Regions from separate parts of the Mus musculus genome. Here region 2 is linked to region 1. The links are chromatin contacts, called in public Micro-C maps. All regions are on one chromosome and are shown on one strand. Each heading gives the region's core, a stretch centred on a gene start, on an enhancer-like site or on the middle of the called end of the contact. The rest is flanking DNA. Distances are from core to core; before and after follow the strand shown.

Evidence for each region. Hi-C and Micro-C count contacts between places; a contact is called where the count stands out from the background.
Region 2: a contact with region 1 is called in a Micro-C map of muscle stem cells, with 5 times the contacts expected there. The contact joins two enhancer-like sites. A contact is called at or near these places in 1 of 39 promoter capture datasets (hippocampal neurons), 1 of 15 datasets of contacts at CTCF or cohesin (pro-B cells), 14 of 484 Hi-C or Micro-C datasets (the C2C12 cell line, the G1E-ER4 cell line, the HL-1 cell line and 8 more) and 1 of 9 other capture datasets (liver).

What each region holds. Positions count from the first base shown.
Region 1 is chr12:91,066,753-91,072,941 of GRCm38.p6, reverse strand. The region is part of intron 21 of Cep128 (centrosomal protein 128); the gene reads left to right. Among named protein-coding and RNA genes, the nearest start is that of 5430427M07Rik, 24 kb to the right of the region's middle. Within about 2 kb of position 2,196, at least 12 of the 459 cell types and tissues checked have an H3K27ac peak or open chromatin away from gene starts, as enhancers often do. A contact at or near this core is called in the C2C12 cell line and muscle stem cells, where this site is marked.
Region 2 is chr12:91,303,033-91,309,221 of GRCm38.p6, reverse strand. The region is part of intron 10 of Cep128 (centrosomal protein 128); the gene reads left to right. Among named protein-coding and RNA genes, the nearest start is that of Cep128, 78 kb to the left of the region's middle. Within about 2 kb of position 3,266, at least 52 of the 459 cell types and tissues checked have an H3K27ac peak or open chromatin away from gene starts, as enhancers often do. A contact at or near this core is called in the C2C12 cell line and muscle stem cells, where this site is marked.

The DNA of each region.
Region 1 (6,189 bases), core at 947-3,446:
CTTTCTCATTTCCATCCTTTAAGCATCATCTCAGATATTGTCTCTTTATTAGGACTAAACCTTCCCAGCCTATGCACAGCAAATCTCCATCCATATCACAGGCACGGTCCCTGCATACCCTCTTTATTTATATCTTTGCTATCCTTTGACAGACGAGCTCCACAAAGAAAGACAGACTTTATCTCCCTTATTGATCTTATGTCTAACATAGTGCCTATCCCAATAAATGTCTTCACATTGTGAATTAAGTACATACATTAGTGGAAATGAAGGAGTGGGAAAGAAAGGAAATAAGACATTGGAAGAAAATGAAAAAATAAAACTTGCTAAAAGGAATAAACAATGTCCTGAGAAATAGTCTGTAGTCTGAGCATTGCTCTATGCATGCCCAACTTGCAAAGAGAGTAGTAAAGATGTAAAATAAAATGGCACTCTTTCTCTTCTCCTCTTCTATCTCTGTTCTCTCCTCTCCCTGCCACCGGATGTGTGTGTGTGTGTGTGTGTGTGTGTGCGTGTGCGTATACATATCATCATATCCTCTCCAGAAACACACAATGTTCTCTGTCAAGTAGAAAGTAATTCTTAATATGTTCTCTGTCAAGTAGAAAGTAATTCTTAATAGACATCAACATCTTCCAGTAGCCACTCTGCTTGTCGAAAGGTCCAGATTCTAACTACCTGCAGTTGGGCCTGTCTCATGCTCGAGCTATGCACTGTATCGTGGAAAACACCATAGACAAGGCTTAAGCAACTCCCAGGTTAGGTTTCAGTAAAGCTTGGTTTAAGGACCCTGACATTTTGATTTCATACAACTTCACTCTCCTTTGGTTTATTTCAACCAAATAAAAATATAATGACTGCTGCAGTTCATGGTCCTGTGAAAACAGGTAACTGGCTGGATCTGGCTACTCTCCCGACTCCTGGACTAGCTTCATGGGAATCTAATGGGAAAATGTATTTTGAGAGATGAACTGGCACAGGGATGTTGGGAATAAGTCTGTCACTTCTATATAAGATAAAATTTCTGTTGGTAGAATTGGCAGAGAAGAAAAGTCTAATGTCATATGACGAGACCTCCCTAATCTAAAATCACTGAGCTGAGCATCCTGGATGTTCCATTACCTATAGTAAACGAGAGTCTGAGCAACACTCCTGGTAGCTGAGACTGCCCAGGGGTGGCCACTAAAAAGCCATCGTTCTGCATATTCCCTCTTTTCGTAGACCTGGGAACTGACAATCGTTTCTTTCAGTGCAGTTTTGTGAAATCAAGCCAACTTGTGCACATTACGTTAAATCCCGGTGTTCCTTACCATCCTGGAGGGGACAATGTTTCAAGTACTGATTTCTCTAGACTTTGTGGTTTTAAGTGCAATAAGGACTTACCTGGGGAACCATTTAAAAACACTGAATGATGTATTTTCTCTAAATGTAAGAATTCAAAAATTAGCTGGAAATTATGCTGTGTATTCATGTTATTTTTACCACTGTACTATTTTGAGTATTCCCAATAACTTTAAGATAAGAGAGCTCTCCTACTCTTTCCTAACTCCCATCTCTCTTAAACAGCCGAATCTGCTATTTAAACTTCCACCTTGGGAAGAAGCTAGTCAGACTACAGTGAATGCTCAGAGTGCAGCTCAGATGGAAGATAAAGCAGTTAAGTATTTCATAGCTAGGAATATTTAGGCTATTTAAGTTGAATAGCTGAAAACCGCATCTGCTTTATTGTTGGGCATACAGGATAACCCATCCCTCAGGTGTGCTTCCTACAGGGATGTATAAACAAGTTATTCATTTGTGGTTTTCCTCTATATCATTAGATATATGAAAACAGCCCAGCTACCCATTGGTTGCACAAGGGTAGGTAATCTGAGTTTAATTTTGTATCCGTTACCCACTTTTCTTCTGTGCCTCTCTGTGTGTATTAGGAAATACAGATTGATAATAGTGTTTTAATTAAAGCCAAACCAAATAGGAAGAAGAAAATGTGACACAAAGTCAGCCAAATAGTTTGTTTTAAAATGTCCAGCTCAGGTCTTGGCTATTCTCAGCTGCAGCCCCTCTGGCATGTAACACTGAGAGGTAGTTACACACAGCACCAGGTGGACAGAACATGACAACGCCCCGCAGAGGGTTGAGTCAATGACTCTGTGAGTAAACCAAGATGAGGATTGTTGGAATTGCACATAGATGAGCCATTTAACCACCAGGGTGGACTGTGTGGTTGTGCTATTTAAGACTGTGTCACACACATGGCAGCCTTACAATGATGAGGCTGTAATTCAGTCCTCAGGAGGAAGGAGCTTGGGCCAAAGGGTCCTGTGCTTAGATGGGGTTTCTTGTCATCATTTTCTTCCAAGAAGCTCAGGGAATGTGTGCCCTTGAGGGAAACAAAGGAGATGTCATCTGCAGGGCTCTCCTTGGCCCAGCTGTAATTGGAGGTCATCAGATTCATATCGCTGTTCTTTCTGAAAATATAAGACCACCCTAATATTTCCCACACATTTTGATGACACAAGCCTATTCATAAGCTGTGACATAGTCAACACTGCAATTTGACCTGTTCAGGCATCAGAGATTTTTTTTTTCTGCAAATGTGTGACTAGCTTCACATCTGGAGACCTGAATTCTGTGTTGTTAAGTGTAAATAAGTCCTTGAAAAAAATTATGATGTGTTGGGTTCTGAGTTGCTGGCTTTCTTCCTCTACTCCCCAACTGCTATTCTTGCATGTCTCTCTGGGAATAGTTTATCTTAGAAATCATATCAGCTGTCATTTACATTGCCTGGGCCATAGGCTTTATTTTATTCTGCTGATAATTTTCCCTGGTGCTGTAGCCCAGATGCCACACACTGAACACCACCTTTTCCCTCCTGCAAGTAGCCATTTCAGTGTGGAATTGGGCACTCCCAGGAGAAAGATAGTGCCATCTTTCACCTTCATTCTTCCTTTAAGGTACATTTTGTAGATTCCTACCTATTCACCCCATTACTTGTGTCTCTCTCTTCTTCTTTTTCTTTTTTCTTTTTCTTTCTTTCTTTTGTGTGTGTGTGTGTGTGTGTGTGTGTGTGTGTGTGTGTTTAGCTTTTTTTCTTTCTTTTATTGGATTTTTTAAATTTACATTTCTAATGTTATCCCCTTTCCAGGTCTCCCCTCCAGAAACTTCCTACCCCTCCCTCCTTCCCCTGCCTCAATGAGGGTGCTCCCCTACCCACCCACCCACTGCCGCCTTACTACCCTGGCCTTCCCTTACACTGGGGCATTGAACCCCCTCAGGCCCAAGGGCCACTCCTCCCACTGATGTTCAACAAGGCCATCCTCTGCCACATATGTGGCTGGAGCTATGTGTACTCTATTATTGGTGGTCCAGTCCCTGGGAGCTCCAGGGGGTCTGGACTGTTGACACTGTTGCTCCCTGCATGGGGCTGCAAACCCCCTCAGCTCCTTTAGTCCCTTCTCCAATTTCTCCATTGGGGACCCTGTGCTCAATCCAATGGTTGGCTTCAAGCATCCACTTCTGTATTTGTCAGGCTCTGGCAGAGCCTCTCAGGAGACAGCTCAAGTCAGCAAGCACCTCTGTCATCTGCAATAGTGTCCATGTTTGGTGACTGTAGATGGGATGGATCCCCAGGTGGGGCAGTCTCTGGCCGAACTTTCCTTCAGTCTCTGCTCCACACTTTGTCTCCACATTTGCTCCTGTGAGTGTTTTGTTACCTCTTCTAGGAAGCACTGAAGCATCCACACTTTGGTCTTCCTTCTTCTTGAGCTTCAGTTGGTCTGTGAATTGTATCTTGGGTATTCTGAACTTTTGGGCTAATATCTACTTATCAGTGAATGCATACAGTGTGTGTTCTTTCCTGACTGGGTTTCCTAACTCAGGATGATATTTTCAAGTTCCATCCATTTGCCTGTGAATGTCATGAAGTCATTGTTTTTAATAGCTGAGTAGTACTCCATTGTGTAAATGTACCACATTTTCTGTATCCATTCTTCTGTTGAGGGACATCTGGGTTCTTTCCAGCTTCTGGCTATTATAAATGTGGCTGCTATAAACATAGTAGGAGGAATTTTACAGTGATCCTTCATTTTCAAAGATAAAAGTCTTTTATTTTGAAGTGGAGTGAAAGAACTAATTATAGTATTAGTTTTATAGAGCTAAGTGGAGGAATTGGTAGCATCTTGAAACAAAACTCACCACCCTCCTTTCAGGCTGTACTTTCCAGTCTGAAGTCTAGAGACAAATCGACAAAGCTTCATTCCCCACCACCTCCCATTTTCATTCTCCACTTGAGAAGCCATCACCCAGGCCCTTCTGGGTTTCCTTCAGCAGTAGATACTAAACTGTACCCCATCCTTGTGAGAGTACAACGCTACCTTCAGTGGAACAACCAACTGACTTGTCATGGTCAGCAATGATGTCATAACAAGCAAAACCACCGTCTAAGTGCTAATCTGAGATTGAAGCAGAAGGAAGGCCTAGAAAACAGCTGCTAGCCCACAAGTCTCCATCTTGGCAACAGTAATAGCCAAGAGAATGCACTGGAAAAGCAGAGGAGACCCTTTGAGTTTGCTTTTAAATCCTATGATTGTCCCTGTGTCTCAGATCCTTGCCACACCAGGCCAGATGACAAGGAGTGTTATTAGATACTCTGTCTAGGCCAGGATTTGGCATGTTTCTGAAACTTGCTTTTTTTTTTTTTTTTTTTTTTTTTTTTTTTGGTACTGTCTGGTCATTTAGTGACATTTTAAAATAAAACCTTCATGTGTTACTATGGGTTTTTTTTTTTCATTGATTAGTTTTGATTTCTCCTTTTGGACAATGAAATAGGTTACTTTGAAAAAAAAAGCATATAAGTATCTAATGAAATGACAAATAGGTAGTATCCAGGGAGATGAGGTGATAATAAACTCTTTGTACCCAGTGATAGGTAAATTGAGCCTGGATGATTGGCACACCAGTGCCATCCATCTAGTACTATCTAATTTCAAGCTTCTGAGAGTCTAGGCTAACTTTCTTTGCCTATTAAAAGGGAGCATGCAATTTCATGTATACGTCATAATTGCATATAGTTTATTCAAAACCAATTTATGCTATATTGTAAAAGCTTTTGATGTAGCTCTGGTTTTTTCACTTTCATTTTATTGAAATCCCTCTAGGAGATTCCTTTTTGGTGACAGTCAATAAGAGCTTTGTTCTTCCATTCTTTGGACTATCTTGACATTTGGGGAAGAGTGCATTGAGGTTATTTCTACTTTTGTTTTGTTGTTGTTGTTGTTGTTGTTGTTGTTGTTGTTAAATAACCAAACAACCAAACTGTTAAATGCAACAGCTTGCTATGAGGAAATACTCAGAAGGAAAAATGTATATCCTACTTGCATTTTGTTCCTTACAATTACCCTTTGTTAAAAGATTAGCAGGTACTGTGTGATTGTCCTCTAGATAGAGTTGACAGTAGGCCTGGTGAGATGGCTCAGTTAGTAACATGCCTGAAATGTAAGCATAAGGACTTGATTCCCATTGCCTCTTCAGAATTGGACATTTTCATATATGAATGTAACCAAAGCAATGGGGAGCTGGAGAGAGGAGGTTTCAGGCTTGCTGCCCAGTTAGGCTAGATACGTGCTTGACTTGCATGAGGTGGAGAGTGACTGAGGGAGACACTCATCATTGACACCTGGCCTCCACATGCACACACACAGGCACATGTGTGCAGGAACACACAAAAAAGTTGGTAGTGACAAGAGGGGCCCTGTATAGTGGTCTTTGGCATGAAGCTGAGCAGTTGCATTCTCGAATAGGCTATGTGCCTTTAATAGGAAGATGTCCTCACTGTGGGGTTTTCTTTTTGAAACCTCTATCCCCATCATTATTCCCTGTTCCAAAGAGGATTGCCAAATTGTTTTATGTGTAAAGCTTTGCTGTGGAACAGACAGATTCATCTTATGTTTGCATGCCTGTGTTGTTTTTCTCCTACGTTCAGGATACACTTAGAGCCTTTCTCTGAACATGCTGTGCTATTATAATGAGGGCAGTAGAGTTCTTCAACTGTATGTTTCTATGGCAGATGAATTCTTATTATTTTAATCCGTAAGCTTCTAATTCATTGCTTAAATGTGATAACTAATCCAGTGTGTCTAATTGATTGGTTCAGTTGATTCAAGTGAACGGTTAGTGATCCACCATTCAGAT
Region 2 (6,189 bases), core at 2,017-4,516, 240 kb before region 1:
TCTGATCTTTGGGGTTTTGCAGCATCTCAGTTCTCTAGCTTTAAGGAAACCCGTTCTTTCAGCACATGTGAAGGTGTTCTGTGAAGTCCCTGACTTTGCGTGGCAGCACTGGGATTTTACATTACCGATGCTTATTTCTGCTGTAAGTTGGGTATAGGGCTGACACTTTGTGTTCATGCCACATATTACTAGATCCAAAGGTATCATTGAAATCACGTGTATCTGCTCTTCTTCCCTGCTGTGCACCTTTCCATTATCAGTGATAACAAATCAGGCTGTCAGGAGGCTGTGTGTGGACCTCTATGCAGAACTGTCTGCAGGTAAGTGTTCAGTGCTGCTGAGTCTTTGGTAATGATGAAAAGTGTCTTTTGCTCTTGTTGACTGAACAACTGCCTGACCATAGCCTGAGAGTTTCTGTAAGTAGGATTAGTATCATCTCTGTGTTACAGGGTCGATGCTTCTGTCTACATCCTTCAGTGAATTTTTGCTAGGCCATCTGTTTATAAAATCCTTTTCCATCATTATCAATTAATATTTATTGGGCAGCTACTGAGTGCATAGTAATATTGTGCAAACAAAGAGCACTCAGCTACAGATAGCTTTATTCATCCATTCCGTCCTGTTTTATTTTTATTAGAAAGTAGTAAAAACCCAAAACCCCCAAACCAAAAGGCATAAAATAACATTCCTGGGGCCTCTGAACAATGGAAGATGTTGTGTGTTTACGGGCTTTTCTGTCCGCAGACAGATGAACCTTGAGAAATTCTAATTTCAATTTCCACAATTATCTATGATCTTCTGTTTGTCAACAGTTCTAGCTCAGTGGCCCCACTTAGAGCGTCAAATGGATATCACATTGCTCTGGTCCTCTGAGAAAAGCCGGGGTTGCTTTTTTGAGAGGAAACTACTCAGATGAAAACAGAGCCTCTGCTAAGAGCATTCTGCCTTCTGATTTTGAAGGAAATCCTGGAAAGTGCCTTGCTGGGCTCACATTTAACTTTACTTGCAAGTTTTTTATTAAGTAAAAGATTGCATAAAAATACAATCTGTTCCAGTAAAAGCAGTGGTCTTTCAGGGAATAATGCTTATTACCACTGTTGTTTTTGAATTAAAGACTTTAAAAGGCTTGCATGGCATTTCAGCCCACCAACTTCTTAAGCAGTAACGACGCATTTGTTTTGCAGATCTGCAAATTTATAAACAGTTGAAGGCTGAAATCCTGACACTGGTCAGGAGGGCGTTTAGTCTTGAATTATTTTCATAGTCATGGTAGTGGAGTTTTGCTGACTCATCCCAGATCTCTGGCCTAGTCCATCTTCCCCATGGCCTTTGGCTAAGGTGTTAGAGGTAAAGATTATGGCTGTGAGGCAAAGCAAAGCAAATTGGCATTCATGGTGACTGAACCCATGACCTTCTTTGGCCTCATTGGATCCAGGTGCCTCAAACAGTAACAGACTCCAATAATATATTTTGACTGGAGTTGAGAAGTTTCCCGAAGTTTGCTTAGGGAAAGTAGGTCAGAATAAATTCTGATGTATCCTACCACAATATTCCTTGTAAAGTCTCTTGGATTCCCAGCATAGTAAGCACCAGATCATACAAGAAAAGGAGATAATCAGATGGCATGGAGAGGCCCATTCCCAAAGCAAATCTCTGGGCTTTATGTTAGAAAACCGTAGACAACTTTAAGGCTCCTTGCTAAGGATTAGAATTATCATTAGATAATGTTTTACTTTTGATAACTTGAACTTAACCACTTGTAGTAGAGTCTACAATGACCATTAAAAGCCAGCTCCGGGCATGGTGGTGCATGCCTTTAATCCCAGCACTTGGGAGGCAGAGGCAGGTGGATTTCTGAGTTTGAGGCCAGCCTGGTCTACAAAGTGAGTTCCAGGAAAGCCAGGGCTATACAGAGAAACCCTGTCTCGGAAAAAAAAAAAAAAAAAAAAGCCAGCTCCTTGTGACTACTTATGTGCTTGCCTCTCACGTGAGGGAAGCCTACAGGTTCAACTGTCAGCAGGTTTTCCCCACCTTTTGAGCCCAAGCATCACTAGATAGCTCAGTCTGGCTTTGAACTTACAGACATCCACCTGCCTCTGCCTCCCAAGTGCTGGGATTAAAGGAATGTACCCCTGGGACCAGCAACTGTCAGGCCTATGAACTTGTGTCCTTTACACTGATAGCTCCCAGATGAGCAGGTGTCATGTCGGCATGTGTATTGGATCTCCTTGAGATTTTCATCATGCAGTCTCACCACCTTACCAAAACCAAACAGGGAGTTTGTTTGTTTTAGTTGTAGCTTTTAATGCAGGCTTTTCTTTCCCTGGTCATGGCTATAAAATAAACTGCTTTTTAACAGTTTAAAAAATCCATTTAGCTAGTTTTGAGTCGAAAACTTGTTTGTTTAGAGATTTAGAATATAAGTGTATTGTTTTTCTGACTTGATAGAAACCATTTTTTTGAGCATTAGTTTTTGTTGGCACAGATAATCTCCAACTGGGTGGACTTAAAGGCTAAGATTTTCCATGACTTGAGCTCCTTCTCGTGGGGAGCAATCTCTGACTTGATTTAGGAAAAAACAGCCTTTGGAAATTCGTGGAACTCGACGAACTAAAAATCTCCATTAATTTAAGCAAATCACATTCATTCTGAGCAACAGCGTCCTTGGGTTTCACAGAAAACTTTCTTCCAGTGTGCGTTAGTCCATTTGTTTGAGGCTTTGGAGTTGTATTTAGGCTTCTACAGAGAATTTCAGAGCTAGCCACCCAACTGTGTTCTTTTTTTTTTTCCAACTGTGTTCTTAAAAGAAAATTCAGTTTCTATCATAATATTTCATAAATCCTGTCTCCTTAATACAATTTCTTTTCAACAGGGAGTAAACAAATGTCCTCAAAGATATTGTTGACATTTATAATATACATAAATACCAACTTCTAACTTCAACTTATGTATCATGTGATCTGATTGGTATTGTAATCTCATTGTAATCTGGAAATCTTAAGGTATTTATTCTCTGACTTTTACTTCATCTTTATGTGGGAAATTTAAACATAAAAGTAGAGAAAGAGCATCTGTGCTCTGTTTCTCAGTGATGTGTTTTTATCTGAAAATAAAATACTGAAAAAAAAAAGGCTGACCGGACCGTTCATCCCTGCGAGCATAATGATTCTGACTCATGTTTCAGATGAGTCCGGAGGTCTTTTTCTTCCTGTTTTAGTTTTGCGGGTTTCCAAGTGAATCATTTCCACGTTCTTCCCTGTGACCAGAGGTATGCATTGTAACACTGCTGAGCATGAATCAGGACACGTGATGCTCATGGCTTTGCTCTGGGAATACCAGTGGCCCTGCCCATGAGAAAGTTAGCATGCAATCTTTCACTAAGGGTTCTAGTGCCATCATTATAACCAAGTTTGCTGGTCCCTTTGCAGCAGACACAAGGAGCCTGTAATTTCTATTTGTTCCACATATTTGAATGTGTCATCTATTAGAGACGCTTGGTAAACACGTTTATTGTGAAAGATGCGGGAGTTTCCACACACATTTTCCTTTTGCCTTTTCCTCCACTCACTAAAGGAAAGGTTGCGTTCTTGGTAATCCACAACAGTAAGTGTTTACATTCATCTGCTTCTAAAGAACTGTAATAGTGTTCAATGTGTTTGTCCTTGTAGTGCAAATAGCCACACTCAAGGAAAAAAGAAAAATTGTTGTTTTTAAAGATTTAAATGTGCCTCAGGGGCCCTCTATTAAGACTCTGTGGTATCCCTGTGATCTTAAAACTGTAAAAGACAATGACAGTTCTGGAGCAGGGCACACCATAGCTTTATGGCTAAGCGGCTCTAAGAAAACTAAGCTTAAAAGGGCAAAACAACACAGTTGTAGACATTCACCAGCAAGTGATCCTTTCTTTTCTTTTATAGCTGCTTTTACGAGGTCAGTTTTAATGTAATTCTGAGTTGCCTGGTCTAGTCAAAGGGAGACAGAAACCAGTGCAGGGGTTAGCCCCTTCAGAGAGGAAGTAGACGAGTTAACCCTTAGAGTGAATGCTTAACACAATAGCTCGTCATTTTGACTTGCCCATTCGTAAAATGTTTCTTTTTCAGTGTTAATCTGTTTTCAGAAGTTGAAGGCTGTTCCAATCCAGACTGAATGGTATAGACTTTTGTGACTTTTATGCTGAACTACCTAATGAAGAAGAATTGCTTTAATATTCAAGGTTAGAATATTGCCCCTGGGCTGATGTGTCTGCTGCCTCATGCTGCTGTAAAAGCAGAGATGATGTCTGAATGGGATGGCATTTCTTGATGTAACACAAGTGGGTCCTTTGCTCTGATGACTCCTCAGTGCCTCGTATGTGCACTTCTTCCTGAAACAATAGAATTAAAGGATCCCATTGCCTAAAATTTCTCAGACTTACACATCCTTACACCACAAGGGATATTAAAAAGGAAAGTATCAAATAAAGTTTTAGGCAGTAAGTAGACTTCAGCAGAAAACTATTATTTTTGAAAAGCGTTATTGTAAAGAGGTGATCAAGTGCTGAAACTTGAAGTGGATAAGAAAGAAGGAGTATAAGATTGCTTTATGTTCTTGGATGTTTGAGAGATGTAGATAGCCAGGCAGTGGTGGCGCACACCTTTAATCCCAGCACTTGGGAGGCGGAGGCAGAGGCAGGCGGGTTTCTGAGTTCAAGACCAGCCTGGTCTACAAAGTGAGTTCCAGGACAGCCAGGGCTACACAGAGAAACCCTGTCTCGAACCCCCCCCCCCCCCCAAAAAAAAAAAAGGAAGAAAGAGAGAAATAGATGTGTTTTAAAAAAAAATTAAACCTATTTGCATGGGTATTTGAATTTAAAAGACAGTTTTAGTTTCATAACTTGATTTAAGTTAAATTCATTTAGTTTTATACCAATGAGAATAATAAGTACTTACATTGATTACAAGACGAGACAAATGGAGTAAATATTCATTTGTGTGAGAATGAACATGACTGTTTCACATATTACCTGTTAAATGACAGTCTTTCTTTACAAGGCAGAGGCATCGATGTGTTAGAGATGGGTTATGAGTTTAGATGCTCAGAACATATCACTGGGATGGAAACAGATTGCTCTAAACAAATCAGGTAGGATTTAGAAGGTTGCCTAGTGTCACAAGCTACAGACAGACCAACACATACTTGACAAGACATATTGGAAGAGATAGGTGATTGGAGTTCCCTAGGGACTTAGAAAACATCATGTTTGATGGAGACTTGCTGAGTGTATTATATTCACTTACATAGTTGGACATAATTCTAGATCACTCATTAATTATTTTGATATAGTATGCCTTCTGGGATTTGAATAAAGACATTCAGGATTTTATTACCTAGTGAGCATGACCTGTGAGTAAACTTACTAAGTCTCTAGATGCTGTTAGACTGCATGTTCTGATGGGGAGACTTTGGGGTTGGTAACAAAGACCTAAGTAACTGCTATAGTGATCTATGGATTTGGACTTGAGCTAAAATTCCTTGAGTGTTTGTGTAGCCTCAAAACATTCCCAAGTACAACGGTAATGATGCTTTTTACTCATTTAAACACATTATTAGATATTTTCTTCTCAGAGGTGGAAAATAAGGTGAAAGTGGGTGTAACTGGAGACTATCTTACAGAGGGGACTAAATTATTCTATCAAAGTGTGATGGACATCACCTTACTTTACTCTAGCATCTGAGGGTAATCTCACCATGAGTCATGTTGGCCCTACAATGTGATGCAGTAGAAGGTACTTTAATTATAGTGTCCATTCCTTTCTCCACCTCTTGCCAAATTCATACTTGACCAGTACACTGTAGAAACACTGATAAGTTAAATGACAAGGGAAACCCAGAAACTAACTGGTTATATGAGGCTATGGAAAAGGAGTCAGCTGAATGCAGTACAGTATATATCAATTGTTGGAACAAAAAGTACATTTAGTGGAAATAGAATCTTTAGCCTAATATGACGTGATTATTTCAATTTTGGTAAATGTAACATACTATGTTACATGTTAGTTTAAGAGAAAACTTTTTGAAGAATGTATAAAATCTCTGGGCTATCTTTGCAATTCTTCTGTAAAGTTAACAGTATTTTAAAGGAAAATATTTTAATTCAACTAAGGATCTGGCGAAATGATGGATGTCTTCAGTCCTAGCACTCTGGAGGCA